3 separate regions of the Mus musculus genome follow, and all the other regions are linked to region 1. The links are chromatin contacts, called in public HiChIP or PLAC-seq maps. All regions are on one chromosome and are shown on one strand. Each heading gives the region's core, a stretch centred on a gene start, on an enhancer-like site or on the middle of the called end of the contact. The rest is flanking DNA. Distances are from core to core; before and after follow the strand shown.

Region 1 (5,132 bases), core at 1,591-4,090:
AATGTGCTTAGGTTAGCTTTAGACTACATAAATGCTACATCAATGTTAGATGATGCTAACATATTGTGTGTGTGTGTGTGTGTGTGTGTTTGTGATGCTGGGGGTGGAACACAGAGCCTTGTGCATTCTAAGCAAATACTTTATGGCTAAGCCACACCCCAAGTCCCTCACTGATGGATTCTAGGCAAGTGCTCTACAAATGAGCTATATTCCCCCATTCATTGGGGTTATTTCACGCCGAGAAAAGTTCATGGAGCCTTGCTGATATAAAGGGACTCCACTTTCCTGATCATTTTACCTATCTTGAGAGATGTCACATCCTGACATATGGGTCCCTCTGAGCCCCCTGACCACCATGAAATGAACGCTTACCCAACTCCAATTCTCATAGGCTCATTTCCACTTTTCACTGGGAGTGGCCACCTGCCTCCCCAGACACTGTGGTATCCTGCACTTGGGTCCACTTAGGTAGAGCTCTGGGCCTGGGCTGGCTCACAACCAGTGCTCTTACCCCATATCTCTTCCCCAACCCAAGGTAGTATACTCACCTCTCTTCAAGGAGTCAGGGCCTGGGCCGGTACCTGCAAAAGAACAAAACCAGTTAGCATCTTCGAGCTCTTTTCTAGTCACCAAAAGCTACCTTGGAGATCATCTAAGCCAAGGGAATCCTTACAGCGATTACTTTCTCAGGCCTCCTGCTGTAGGATCATCATACTCTCAGAGGGATCTAAAAGTCATGTCTAGACCTTAAGTGACTGCGTCTCAGGGTCCTGCATGTGAGCTTTGCCCTCTGAGGTCTCAGGATCTCTGAAACCTTATCCCTCCTGCACTGGCTCCTGACTATGGAATTTACCCACTCTTCTTAGCAGCTCTAGAATTCAAATTCCCAGCCTTCTCTTTTTGAGACTCAGAAATATGGGCCAGACATCTTTTCTTTTAGAACTTAAGAGTTTTCATCTGGGCTCCCAAACTTCAAAGACATGAGTGGTATCCAGAGTCCAGAAGCACTAGGGTTCCTACCATCTCCTTTCTGTCCACATTTACACTGGGGGATCCATCCCGATCTATGTGAGTCCGAACCCGAGCTCGCCCAGGGAACACCAGCCCAGTCTGGGTGCTCCATACCCTTCAGGACACTGAGCCCAGGAGACAGTCACATTTGTGTTCCAGGACCACACACTACGCCTTGGTGTGCTACAGATCACACTCACTAGACCCAGAATTAGGGTCAATCTTGTGCCCAAGGCACAGGTACACATGTATCTTGCAGAGATACAGGCCTAAACATACAGAACCTGGTCCCCAGAGACTAAAGTAGGAAAGGACTCCCAAGATAGACACACACCCTCAAGGCTGGCATATCTGCATACAACACTCATATACACATACACACAGGCTATCCGTTGCACACTCACAGATGTACAGCTACAGAAAAGCCCACATGCCCCTTAATAGACAACCAGACAGCTACGTCTATATAGCCTTTGCACACTTGTCAACACACAGTGGCTCACACATATAAGACTCACCTGCACAATGAAAGATACATAGGTGCACACTCTTACACACCTAAACACATTCGTGCAACTTCACATATTCCCACTGGGTAGTCATAGAGCAGATAAAGCACCAACAGACACACGCGTGCACAGTCAGTGCACGCCTCACACATGTACACAGAACCCCTGGCACGAACACACACTGACAAAGCAGGAAGCCATGAACAAGCACACTGGCACTTTGTAAGCACTCTAAGAGGCTCACCCATGGCAGATACACTCAGGCCACAGTCCCATGAGGAACCAACACACTTGTAAATGCACACAAAATACCAAAGCCCAGAGCAGTCAACAGAACAGCTAGCTTCACACTCAGTCACTGCTACCCATCCCTCATGGCCCTGGCTCTCCTGCCCCACCTACTTCCCAGGCCAAATACATTCTAACACCCCTTCCAGTCCCTGTTACACCCTTCTCCAAAAAGAATCGGGCACAAGCCAGGGCCAAAGGTCATATAGTTCAGCAGGTGGGATTCCATCAGGAAGGGGTTGAGTCCCAAAGCCGGGTTCCAACAAGATTCTGCCACCAGGAACCCCCAGAGTTTCCCCAGCCTTACCATCAAGATATAGGCAACTGGGGCGCTATCTGCAGATGCCCGGCAGGTGGGGGAGTTAGGGTGGGGTGGGGTGGGAAGGGCCAGGTCTTCAACCCCACCCTCCACTCTCCAACCCTCAGCCCCCACCCCAGGGCCCATCTGTCCATCCCTCGGCCTCTCATTCCTCCATCTGTCCACCTCCCGGCCTCCCATCCCCCCTCCCCAACCAACCACGGAGAAGAGGAGAAAGACATGGCCGTCTCCCCCAAGGATCACTGAGGACCCCCCCCCTCCAGTTGACATGTACCGAGGGATCAGCCAAGTCCCCCCCCCCCCATCTATTCGGAGACCTGGCCCCACTATGCGCTGAGCCTCAGCCCCCACCCCAGCAGGATACCTGACACAGACACACACACACACACACACACCCTTGGAGACATCCAAACCGCACACAACACACACACGGACACACACAGAGACATACACATACACACACACCCGAGCGAACACACCCGGCACCGCAGCCCCTCGCATGGACATCCAACCCAGCCGGACACAGACCCCCAACGCTGCCAGCCGCACGCGCGCAAAGGCCCGCTGGGCCCCCCCACCCCCCGCACACCTGGGCGCGCAGCCCCCGCACACACCTGCACACAGCCCCTCGGACGGGCGCGCCACAGCCCCCCAGATCCGGCGCCCCGGAGTGTGTGGGACACACGCGCGCACACACGCACACATGCACACATGCACACGCACGGCCGACCGCGGCCCCGCACACGCCCGGATGGCCACACCGGCGGGGCGCCCGGCACACACAGGGCCGCGGGCCGGCGCACGCCGGGCCCCGCCGCAGCGCCGCGGACACACGGGCACGCTCGTCCCCGCGCCCCCGCCCGCCGCCTCCAAAGAGCCCCCGGGGCCGCCGTGGGCCACGCTCACCCAGCCCGGGGGAGGGGGCCCGGGGCCCGGCCCCACCGCCGCCGCCGCCTCGCGCCGCGCCATGGTGGGGGGAGGGTCGGGGGAGGGGGCGCGGTGCCGCGGGGCCGCCTCCCGCCCGCCTCCCGCCTCCCGCCCGCCCTCCCGCGCGCCGCCGCGCTCCGCCCTCCGCGTCGCCGCCGCAAGGGGGGGAGGGGGCGCGGACCGGAGGTGGGGCGGCCACACGCACTCCCAGGTCGCCGCAGACCCCCTCTCCACTGCAGAGCGCCCTGGTCCAGCCCCCGCCCCGGCCCCACCCCTGTCCCCTAGACCACGCCCCAGCGGCTACTTGGACCCCCTACACACACCCCTGCTCTCTCCATCACATCCTTAGAGTGCGGGTCTTTGAAGCCCCAGACCATGTTGGAGAGCCACCTGGAACCAGGAACTGTTCTACTCTTTTTCGTGACTTCAGACAGGGGTGGAGGCACACCCTGTCAGGAACCCTAAACCATATACCTCTAATTCCAGAAGCACCCCCCAGGTCATATCACAACATCCCAGGGGATCCAGATACCAACCTACCTCCCAGTCATCCTAAATCATACCCAAGGCTCAGATAGATGGTCCACAGACCACACCCCGAAATCCAGGGAGGACTCAGACTATATGTCAGTGTCCATAAAGAGCCTACCATAGCTTGATTCACTGGTGAACCCTGAGGAGCCACGCCATGTTTCATAGCCATCCAGAGTAAAAACTGATCCAACCCCAGCAATGTCTTCCCTCCATCAAGGACTTTAAACTGTTCCCTGTCCACCAGTAGCAATTGTATGCCATGGCTAATGTCTGAGGAACGCCAACCATCTCTTCTCCCTATGGGAAACCCTTAAACTTTCCTCATTTCTCCAATGATACCTCAGGTCTTCCTTTAACACTCTTGGGAACCTTGGAACTTTCCCTCTGTCCCTTTCAGAGCACCCCTTCCTTGGTTTACCTCTGCCACCATTTGCTGTAGGTTTCTTCCCACCCCCACCTCACCCACCCCCACTCCACCCCTCACTCCCAGCAACCAGTCCTGCTGCCTTCAGCCCCCTGCAACCCCTTCCTCACTCTCACTCCTGTAGATCCCTGAATACCTTACTTATTCCTTGTTTGGACCTTCAGTGTTTAACTCCTACCCCAGAGCCTACCTCCTGCCCTTTTCTCAGAGTCCACTGGGTGTCTCAGGCCATGTTCCTTCACTTTCTGACATACACATGAACTCCCAAACTCAGCAAGGCCTCCCCTCAAAATATATAGAGTTTTTCAGAGTTTTTAATAGTCAAATGCAAAGATCTGGTTCAGTTCAGCTCCTTCACTGCCAAACCTGGGGACAGGGACTGTTTCAGCTTCTCTGCCTTCTCCTTGTCTGTGGCCACCAGGGTGTAAAGGCTACAGTGAACCTTGAACTTCACATTATCCTTGTTCTTCTTGATCTTGACAGATCTGGCATCCTTCTGCAGGGCTGTGAGCGGGAATCAAGTCCTTGATTCCCTCAATTTTCCAAGGCGTGGCGCTGGGTGCCTCTGCTCCCGTGTCCACCCTTACTCCCCCCCCCCAAAAAAAAATAAAACTCACAGTGGCAAGAACCGGAAAAAAAAAAAAGGAAAAATTCTCAGTATCTACCTTACTGTAGTCCCCAGATCTGTAGTGTCTCAAACACTTTCCACTTAGGGACCCCCCCCCCATAGGGAGACCCTCACCCCAACCCCAGGACAGCTCACCAATGCAGATGACAATCGTCCAATTCAAACCCAGATGAGCAGCAGGGGATGCTCCTAGTCTCCCCTCTCAGACTGCCTGCCCACACTCTCCAGACACCATCTCCACATGAGCAAGGGAGTATAGGGCTGAGGAGACAGCAGGAGAAAAGGACTGGGGAGATCTCTGAGCCTGTGGAGAGCTTGCTGTGCAGCACAGGGGGATGGTGGCTCACTCCAGCAACCCAGGCTCTGTGGAGGCTGAGACAAGTAGATCCCTGGAGCTTTTCGGCCACCCCATGTAGCCTAATCTGCTAGCCGTAGGCCCCAGTGAGAGACTCTGTCTCATAAACCTGGTAGACCAGGGCTACAGAAATGGCT
Region 2 (5,132 bases), core at 1,308-3,807, 230 kb before region 1:
AACTGTTTCTCACCAGCCTTAAGGAAGGTGTAGAACTTTAGCCTCAGCGACCCCAGTGTGGTTTTGTGCATAGGGCCTACTGCAGAGCTCAGTCCAAACGGTTCGTCTGTCCGTCCGTCTGTCTGTCTGTCTTCTAGCTACCTTTTAAAATATTTTAAGATTGACTTATTTTTTTCTGTGTTGAGTGTTTCTGTATGTGCACGGTGTGCATGCCTAGTGCCTGCAGAGGCCAGACTTCTTATCTTATGAGTTGGATCCCCTGGAATGCGCTGGACTTCCAGACAGTTGTGAGCTGCCCTGTTGGTGCTGGGAATGGTAGCATACTTGCCTAGCATTGAAGAAGGGCTGGGATCATCCTCCAGCACCACGTGGGCATGATGGTGTAGTGTATGCCTATAACCGCAGCTCTAAGGAGATTGGAGACAACAGGACCACAGATTCAAGGCTATCCTTGGCAATGAAGGGAGTTCTAGGCTAGCTTGGGCTTCTTGAGACCCTGTCTCAAAAAACAAAACAAACCAGAAAAACCAGCTAGTGGATATAAAACCATAATTCTCACCTGAACAAAAGGCAGTTTATTCTGGAGCTAAGGCAGTTTATTCATGGAGTGTCCATGGCCGGGAACATCGATTCAGATACAGGTTTTCCATTAATACCATGTTCTCTCCTGCCAGGGTTTCTCTCTGCAGCCCTGGTGGTCCTGGAACCGGTTGTGTGGACCAGGCTGGCTTTAAACTCAGAGATCTGTCTGCTTCTGCCTCCCAAGTGCTAGGTGGGAGGCAAACTACCACCTGGATCTTCCATGAAGTTTTATAAAAGGAAACCCATATATCCAGACACTTCTAAAATACCTGGGTGGACATATCAGGTGAGCCTAGCTCAGATAAGTAAGGAATCTTAGCAACAGGCCTCAGATGCTCTCTGAAGTCTTAGCATTTTGGTTGGTGGGAGCTAGTGTTCTGTGCTACATTCCAAAAGCTTTACCTAACAGCCACAGAGACATTAGGTCACACGGTGGACGGCCATAAATGGCCGTGGATGTTAAGGTTTGGTCAAGATAACTAGGTTCTGGGCTTGCAGCACTTTAACCTCTCCAGTTCCACTGAATCAGCCCGTGGTCCAGCAGGTGTGGAGGAATTCCACAATCTGAAACAAACAGAGTATGGCTACATATGCTGGAGGCAGAATGACTGATATATAGCCCAGGCAGGCCAAGGCTGCACAGGAGACTCGGTCTCAAAAGAGACCAAATGAAAACAAGACTGAAAGCAGTTGAGGCAAAATAGTAAAGTTTTATAATATAATTGACAGATATGTGTTGCTGAAATAATATGTCCTCAGTGTTTCTTAGAACGAAAACAGTTTTTAAAGATTTGGGTATGGTTAATTTCAGTGTGTGATGATTTTTTTTTTATTTGCAACTTAAAAAAATAATTCTGTTTCTGGTTAACTGTTGTTGTTAACGGAAGCGGATCAACCCAGGATATGGGTTTTGTACTTAAAAGGTTACCTCGAGAAAGACTTGGGGCCACACTGGGACCCTGAGCACCCATCGCAGTCACCAGACCATTAATAAAGATTTTCTATTGGCTTAAACGCATGCTCAAGCAGTCTTCTCGGATTGGTACTCCACGACAGGTCCTTGGGACCCTGTCCCTCGGTCCTCTTCCTAACAAGTTCTATTATTTTTCTTTTCTTTTCTTTTTTGTTTTTGTTTTTTTGTTTTTTGAGACAGGGTTTCTCTGTATAGCCCTGACTGTCCTGGAACTCACTTTGTAGACCAGGCTGGCCTCGAACTCAGAAATCCGCCTGTCTCTGCCTCCCAAGTGCTGGGATTAAAGGCGTGCGCCACCACTGCCTTTTTCTTAATATAAAGCCGAAAAAGGAGATTTATTCAGTGTGGCCACATTTGGGAGAAGGACAAGTGACCCAGGGAAACTGTTTTGGGGCCCCTGAAGCGAGATTAAAATTTAAACAGAGGCCAGAGATCTGCGCTTTTGAGCAGTCTTCGTCAAGGTGTGGCGCAGCTGGGGCTGACACGGCCTTGCCTGTGCTTCAGGCTCTTCCTGGAAGGGGGTGGAATCTCTCCATGGAGACAAGGCTCCGCTCTGCCTAGGGCTTTTCCCTTCTTGCAGAAGGAGACTCCTGAGGAAATGTTCATTTCTCTGGGATCCAGTGTTTTTTAATGGTCTGACAGACTGAGAGACGCAAGGGTCTCATTAGAATACATTTATTCCTGCCAGAACAGAACAAGTCCCCACTTTTGGGGGTGGGGGTGGGGGTGGGGAGAGGTTCTCGCTGTCTTGGAATTGACTCTGTAGACCAGGCTAGCCTTGAACTTGCAGAGTTCTGCCTGCCTCTGCCTCCTCGGTGCTGGGATTAAAGGCCACATTGGCCAGCTGAATTCCTCACTTTCTATATGCCTATGTTGGGAACAAATGTAAACGGAATACAAGTAGGGATTAAGGGCTGAACCCGCAGTGTCAGGTGGTGAGCAAGCGGTGTTTCCATAACCGCTTGGCCCACCTCCCAGCTCAGCCCCTCCCACTCACCTGGGTTACGGACACTAGTTTAGATCATTTACAAGAGTTACCGCCTTTGTTCTCCGTTTCCTGTTTAAGGAAGTGAAGAATGTAGAAAAGATTGCAGGCTGCAAAAGATTTTAATCTAGAAATTCTCTAGTGGGACCTGTAGAGGTGTGGCTTGCTAGGGGTGTAGCATGGGTGGGGGTTTAAAAATATGTTTTTGTTTGTTTGTTTGTTTGTTTGTTTTTCTTGCCTCAGGACGCCTGCCTTTTTTCCAGGTGCGGATTGTAGGTCTTATAATTTTGGTCGTATGCATGATGAGTCATGTCTAGGCAGGAGCTGATCAGTAGAGGCTCTTCTCTCCTAGTATATACATGGACCTAGAACTGATTCAGGCTGCCTGGGCTCATGCTCTCTAGTACTAGATCTGATTGGTTGCAAATTAGTCACACAAGAGTTGCTGGGGAAGAATTGGGTCGGACTTTGCCAGGAAGGGATTGTGTGAAGGTGTGCACAGGGTGGGGGTGGCGTATCCCCAAGTTGCTAAACTATCTCTGCAATCTGTTGCTAGACTATCTCGGTCTCTGTCAACAGCACCCTTGCTGGCTCCCCTCTGCCGGCCCTAGTGGTAGCGACTAGGAATTAGATCGGCCCTGAGACCAGTCAGTCAGGATGGCACCCTGAGACCTCACCTTGGACTGTTGTAGCTGAGGACATTGACTTCCTAAAAACAATAGAGACAAGGCAACCTACTGTGAGCAGCTTGGCATTCACTTGGTCCCTCTTCCTCTTCCACACTCTTATCTAGATATGTTTTGTCTGTCTGTCTGTCTGTCTGTCTCTGTGAGGGTGTCAGATTCCCCTGGAATTGAAGTTACAGACAGTTGTGGGCTGCCATGTGGATGCTGGGAACTGAACCCGGGTCCTTTGGAAGAGCATCCAATGCTCTTAACCGCTGAGCCATCTCTTCAGCCCCTCACAACCCTTCCTTAAAACACCAAACAAAAAGTCAGAAACAGCAATCCACTTTTGTGATGTTCCCTACTGGACTGCTCGGGTAACCTGAGTTGTTACTGTGAGGCCCCGACTTAAAGTGTTTCTCCAGCCCCTGAACGGTCCCCAAGCTTGTATTCCCTGATCTCTAAAAATACAGCCAGAAAGAAGCTCTTTGTTCTTTATAGCCAGCAAAAAGCCTTTTTGTTTTTATACCTTACAACCAGAGATGCGATAATTGTAAAAAGACCTAGCCAGGCGCTTGCTTAGCTCCCTGTGCCAAGGACACGGAGATAAATTCCACAAAAGAAGAGCTACAACTCACTCCCTACTCCTCATGCCTTGTAATTTTACCAAGGACACCGGCCAGAGAAGAGCCGTAGCCAAACTCTTCCCAACTCCTCCCAATTCCTCACTTTTCCTTTAAAAGCTCCCTATTGTGACCGCTAGGGGTCGAACTCCCCTGCCCTGTGCAGCGCATGGACTTCATCCTCAGCTAGCTGACAATAAAGCCTCTTGCAATTTGCATCAGGTGTGGTTTTCTCTCGAGTATTTGAGCTGCCTGGCAGCTCATCCCGGGACTTGAGCCTAGGTCTTCCCAGTTTCGGGGGTCTTACATTACCTTGCTATGGCTCTCTGGAACTCTGTCTTGGTCCCTCCACCCTCTCACCCCCATATGTCCTACCCCTTATCCCCCATCCTCCCACCGCTGTGCTCCGCCCCAACCCCGCCATTCAATAAACCCGCGTTACTTTTGCACTCGCCTGTTGACTATGTTGATTTACATGTTCCATTTCTAGGACCCATGAGACAAGAACTTGGTGTTAGCCTCGGGCATCAGGAGTTCTGGTGACCCTTAATCTCAGCACCCTTGGACTAATACTAAGCCCTCCTGATCTATTGACCGGACTCCAACGAAGATCACCCAAGTTTGGGTGGCCCGTGCAAGAACTCTTCTGAACCCAGAGTGCCTCATGCAACGGCCTTGCGCTTCCCTCTTGCTCTCTCTGTTTAATTAAAATGGGAACTTAGGTCTGACCCAGGGTGAAGTCCTAGCTTTTAAAGAAAACCCAACAGACCCTAATTCCTTTTTCCAAGGAGTATGGCATCTTGGGCTGTGAAATCCGGTCAGAATCACCCCTGTGGTGTGATTTACATAGATGGGGCGTGGCTCCTCCCTGCCCTTCCCACGGAACCCCCCCGGAGGTTCCACTTTCGCTTTCTTGAAGACATTTTTTTCTTCTGTATTTGTTTTTGTTCGTTTTTTGTTTTTTGTTTTTCCCTCAAAAAAAAGGGATCCTTGTCTAGGATATCGTATCATTTACAACTTATGACACAGATCGCCAGATATTAGAGCTTCCCTAAACTGGGCACCTCACATACATGATGGTTCAAACCTTTTGAGTCAAACTGAGCACTAGCAAATTATTTCTTTTGCGTTCAAAGGGAAAGAGGCCACCGGTAAGGTCTCTACAAGATCTTATGGCCTAGAACTAGAAGGAAATTGGACTTCTCAGTGAGTTTATTCTTGGGAACGTTCTCAGTCCCACAATCAGAGAGAACCAATTCAAATATCTATATCCCTGAAATCTGTCAGCTTCATCTATACCCCTG
Region 3 (5,132 bases), core at 1,844-4,343, 200 kb before region 1:
TCTCTCTGTTGTTACTGATACTGTGTATACTGGGCTAGCTGACCCATGAGCTTTCTGGGGATTTCCTGTCTCTGCCTCCCATCTCATCACAAGAACACTGGGATTACAGATTTGCAACAGCACATTTATCTTTACCTGAGTCCTGGAGCTTTGAACTGAGGTCCTCACACGTGGGATTTCCTCACTGAGCCTCAGACCCATTTTTCTCTATATGACACATATTCTCAGGCATTTCCTTATTCCAACACAAAGCAGGCTGTCTTAGTCAGGGTTTCTATTCCTGCACAAACATCATGACCAAGAAGCAAGTTGGGGAGGAAAGGGTTTATTCGGCTTACATTTCCATACTGCTGTTGATCACCAAAGGATGCAGGACTGGAACTCAAGCAGGTCAGAAAGCAGGAGCTGATGCAGAGGCCATGGAGGGATGTTCTTTACTGGCTTACTCAGCCTGCTCTCTTATAGAACCCAAGACAACCAGCCCAGAGATGGTCCCACCCACAAGGGGCCTTGCCCCCTTGATCACTAATTGAGAAAATGCCTTACAGTTGGATCTCATGGAGGCATTTCCTCAACTGAAGCTCCTTTCTCTGTGATAACTCCAGCTGTGTCAAGTTGACACAAAAACTAGCCAATACAACTGACCCCTTGTCAACTTGACACACAAACACATCACTAGTAAGCCTCAACCCTTACATTCTTATTCATCCCCAAGGTCTAAATAACTTTAAATGTCCCACAGTCTTTACATATTCTTAAAATTTCAATCTCTTTAAAATATCCATCTCTTTTAAAAATCCAAAGTCTTTTTAAATTAAAAGTCTCTTAACTGTGGGCATCACTAAAACAGTTTCTTCCTTCAAGAGGGAAAATATCAGGGCACAGTCACAATCAAAAGCAAAAATCAATCTCCAACCGTCCAATGTCTGGGATCCAACTCACGATCTTCTGGGCTCCTCCAAGGGCTTGGGTCACTTCTCCAGCCATGCCCTTTGTAGCACACGCGTCATCCTTTAGGCTCCAGATGCCTCTACTCCACTGCTGCTGCTGCTCTTGGTGGTCATCTCATGGTACTGGCATCTCCAAAACACTGCATGACCCCTTCAGTCCTAGGCCATCAATTGCAACTGAGGCTGCACTTTCACCAATGGCCTTCCATGGCCTCTCACAGTGCTAAGTCTCAGCTGCTCTGCTCAACTCCTTCATGCCTTCAAAACCAGTACCACCTGGGTGACCCTTACACGTTACCAAGTCCAGCCAGAGCACAAGGTACAACTTTGGCTATATCTGGAACGCAGCCACTGTGCTCTCAGAAAACACTTCCCAGAAGATGTCACCTCAATGATGCTGGTCTCTTCTTAATCACCGCTAATTTCTTAGCTCCAGCTAACCAGCATCAATAGTCCCAGTAATGCAAAGTTTTTGCTTTAGTAGTTCTGGTATCTTGTTAATCACAGCTGATTCTTCAGCCCCAGCTAACCAGAACTACAGAATCTTCACAATCAAAACAGCAATGGCCCTGAAAAGAGTCTTTAATTTTCCCTCTGAAATTTCACAAACCAGACCTCCATCTTCTGCAGTGTTCTCAACATTATCTTCCAAGCTCCTACACAACATCTGACAGAGCTCTTAACAATGGATGGATCTTCAAGCCCAAAGTTCCAAAGTCCTTCCACAGTCCTCCCCAGAACATGGTCAGGTTGTCACAGGAATATCCCACTCTGCTGGTACCAATTTGTCTTAGTCAGGGTTTCTACTCCTGCACAAACATCATGACCAAGAAGCAAGTTGGGGAGGAAAGGGTTTATTCGGCTTACATTTCCATACTGCTGTTGATCACCAAAGGATGCAGGACTGGAACTCAAGCAGGTCAGAAAGCAGGAGCTGATGCAGAGGCCATGGAGGGATGTTCTTTACTGGCTTACTCAGCCTGCTCTCTTATAGAACCCAAGACAACCAGCCCAGAGATGGTCCCACCCACAAGGGGCCTTGCCCCCTTGATCACTAATTGAGAAAATGCCTTACAGTTGGATCTCATGGAGGCATTTCCTCAACTGAAGCTCCTTTCTCTGTGATAACTCCAGCTGTGTCAAGTTGACACAAAAACTAGCCAATACACAGGCTAATACAGAGAAGGAGCCAAAAATCTTTACTGTGGGTCAGCGCTATTCTCCAAGACCCTACAATCAAAGGTCATAGCGAGCATGCCTGTAATCCAAGCCCTTGGGAGACTGAGGCAGAAGTGTGAGTTCAAGACCGGCATAGGCTACCCAGTGACTTTGAAGAGAGCCTTGGCTACATAGTAATAAGAAAAAATAAAACAAAACAAGTTGGAGACAATGGCACACACCTGTAATCCCAGCGTGTGGGAAGCGGAGGCCGGCAGATCCCGGAAGTTTGAGGCCCGCCTGGGTGTAGAATGATACTTTGTCTCAAAAGATTAGAAAAATTGCTGGGGTGGGGAATGGCACATGCCTTTAATCCCAGCACTAGAGAGGACAGAGGCAGGTGGATCTCTGTGAGTTCACAGCCAGTTTGATCTAGGGATTTCCAGGCAGCCAAGAGCTACAGTGAGATCCTGTCATAACAACAATAACAAAAACAAGCCAGGCATGGTGGCACAGGCCTTTAATTCCAACACTTGGGAGGCAGAGGTGGTTGGATTTTTGAGTTCGAGGCCAGCCTGGTCTACAAAGCGAGTTCCAGGACAGCCAGGGCTACACAGAGAAACCCTGTCTCAAAAAACCAAACCAAAAAACAAACAAAAACAAATAGAGGCTGGAGAAGTTAAGCCTGAATTCACACTTGTGGCATAGAACACATGCACACTTATAGATAAAAATAGGATAAACCTAAAAATATATAAATGAAAATAAAAAATTAGGGCCCTGTGATTAAAACCCCGGGTATTTCCCAATAAGAGATGCTATCACTGCCAGCTGCCCATTATCTTATTGTCTCCTTCCCTCAGTTAAGGCCATCAATCAATCCACACATCCCAAAGAATGAGGGTGTGGCAGGCACCCGGACAGCAGGTGTCCCATGTTGCCTTTGTCCTCTGCTCTGCTAACTAGATGCGCTCCAGGCCACACACCCACCATTCTTCTGCTCCTTGCACTGCCTGGCCCTCCAGAATGGTTCTGATGGATTCCATTGGCTAGAACGGAGTTGCCAATTCCTGGGCCACTCATGCTCAGTGAGAAAATAGCTGAAGGGATATGGGACATCCTCCACTCTCTGCTCCAAACTGAGGACTGGGAGTCATTGTTGGGCATTCCTCTGGCTTTCTCATAAGGTTTTCTGTAACACTGGATCCCCACTGAAATTGACTCCCCAATACTCAATCCATTGATTTCATGTATGGACCCTGAGAGTGTTTGCTCCCTGCTTTGAGAACCCTTTGCCTTGACAGAGAGCCTCAGGACCCCGTGGATTAACCTATGCCTGCAATTTCCAACACTTGGCAGGCTGATGAAGTGGATTTCAATGAGTTTAAGGAGGATAGCCTGAGATACACAGCAACTTCCTTGTCTCCAAAAGAGACTGTGGAGAAAAGCGAAACCTGAAGAGACTCAGTGACCACACACACACACACACACACACACACACACACACACAGAGAGAGAGAGAGAGAGAGAGAGAGAGAGAGAGACTTAACAGTGGTAACAATGAAACTAAGGGATGGGAGCATGGCTCAGCTGTAGGGCACTTATATCTAAAATGTACTAGTGAGGGGCTGGGGGCGTGGCTCAGTGGTAGAGCCCCTGCCTGGAATCCCCCAGTGATGGGCTGGGGGCGTGGCTCAGTGGTAGAGCCCCTGCCTAGAATCCCCCAGTGAGGGGCTGGGGGCGTGGCTCAGTGGTAGAGCCCCTGCCTAGTATGCAGGAAGCCCCCGGCTCCAATTCCAGCAGCACACACTCATGTACACACAAAAACAACCCTTTCACAACGGAACTGACAGGTAAGCACGATGACAACTGTAGTCACTGCTTTGTGTGCAGGCTGTAGCTGGTTAGTGCCTCATGTGCCGTGGCACCCAGATGCCGATGTAGAGGACAACTTGCAAGAGTTGGTTCTCTTCTTTTACCTTGTGGGCCCTGGGGTTTAAACTCAGGTTGCTGAGCTGAAGCGCCTCACCAGCACCTGTCTGGGTGTTTTTAGATCTCTGTAGTCCAGGCTGACTTCAAACTTGTGATCCTCCCTGCATTAGGGTTCTCTAGAGGAGCAGAACTGGTACGGTATGTCTATCTCCTATCTGTCTGTCTGATCTATCTATCTATCTATCTATTCATCCATCTATCCATCTATCTATCCATCTATCTTACATGTCAGAGGAGTCCATTTGGGACAAAGATCTCAAGTTCCAAGCCAGCCTGGGATACATAATGAGGTCCTGTCTAAAAAGAAGAGATTAATCCCAGCATTCAGGAGGCAGAGGCAGGCCAGTCTTTATGAGTTCAAGGCCAACTTGGTCTACTTAATGATTTCCAGGTCAGCCAAGGCTACATAGTGAGAGTTTGTTTCAAAACAAAACTAAACAACAAATGCATATATTTTAAAATTGAGAGCAATTAAGAGCACTGGCTGCTCTTGCAAAGGACCTAGGTTTGGTTCCCAGCACCCACATGGGGGCTCACAACCGCCGGTACCTCCAGCTCCACGGGATCTGATGTCTCTGCTGGATTTCCCAGCACCTGCAGACATGTGGTACACTTACATACATGCAGCCAAAACACCCATATGCTTGAAATAAAAGTGGACGAATTTTATTTTTGAGACAGGGTTTCTCTGTGTAGCCCTGGCTGTTCTGGTCTTCACTGTGTAGACCAGGCTGGCCTCGAGCTCACAGAGATCTACTTGCCTCTGCTTCCTGCCAAGTGCTGGGATTAAAAGTGTGCATCACTACTGCCAGGCATGGAAGAATCTTAAACAAAACAAAACCAACCCAAAAAGAAACCCACAACCAAATAAACAAAACCCAATAAAATAAATCTTTTTTAAAAAGAAGTTTTATTTATTATTTATTTTATGTATGACTACACTGTAACTGTCTTCAGAAACACCAGAAGAGGGCATTACAGATGGTTGTGAGCCACCATGTGGTTGCTGGGAATTGAACCCAGGACCTCTGG

Evidence for each region. HiChIP or PLAC-seq counts read pairs in DNA pulled down with a chosen protein or histone mark.
Region 2: a contact with region 1 is called in an H3K27ac HiChIP or PLAC-seq map of embryonic stem cells, with 8 read pairs. The contact joins the enhancer-like site here to the promoter of Lrfn1 in region 1. A contact is called at or near these places in 7 of 39 promoter capture datasets (the 3T3-L1 cell line, embryonic stem cells, epiblast stem cells and 4 more), 2 of 484 Hi-C or Micro-C datasets (bone marrow-derived macrophages and nephron progenitors), 10 of 115 datasets of contacts at active chromatin or transcription factors (bone marrow-derived macrophages, effector CD8 T cells, embryonic forebrain and 3 more) and 3 of 9 other capture datasets (adipose tissue, embryonic stem cells and liver).
Region 3: a contact with region 1 is called in an H3K27ac HiChIP or PLAC-seq map of embryonic stem cells, with 5 read pairs. The contact joins the enhancer-like site here to the promoter of Lrfn1 in region 1. A contact is called at or near these places in 12 of 39 promoter capture datasets (the 3T3-L1 cell line, embryonic stem cells, epiblast stem cells and 5 more), 2 of 484 Hi-C or Micro-C datasets (embryonic stem cells and nephron progenitors), 10 of 115 datasets of contacts at active chromatin or transcription factors (bone marrow-derived macrophages, effector CD8 T cells, embryonic stem cells and 1 more) and 4 of 9 other capture datasets (adipose tissue, embryonic stem cells, liver and 1 more).

Annotation. Positions count from the first base shown.
Region 1 is chr7:28,449,946-28,455,077 of GRCm38.p6, reverse strand. It overlaps Lrfn1 (leucine rich repeat and fibronectin type III domain containing 1), which reads right to left and starts at 2,840. Exons shown (of 5, transcript NM_001141921.1): 1 at 2,742-2,840; 2 at 549-581.
Region 2 is chr7:28,674,761-28,679,892 of GRCm38.p6, reverse strand. No RefSeq gene overlaps it. Among named protein-coding and RNA genes, the nearest start is that of Fbxo27, 16 kb to the left of the region's middle. Within about 2 kb of position 2,557, at least 44 of the 459 cell types and tissues checked have an H3K27ac peak or open chromatin away from gene starts, as enhancers often do. A contact at or near this core is called in effector CD8 T cells, embryonic stem cells and trophoblast stem cells, where this site is marked.
Region 3 is chr7:28,654,547-28,659,678 of GRCm38.p6, reverse strand. No RefSeq gene overlaps it. Among named protein-coding and RNA genes, the nearest start is that of Acp7, 26 kb to the right of the region's middle. Within about 2 kb of position 3,093, at least 9 of the 459 cell types and tissues checked have an H3K27ac peak or open chromatin away from gene starts, as enhancers often do. A contact at or near this core is called in embryonic stem cells, where this site is marked.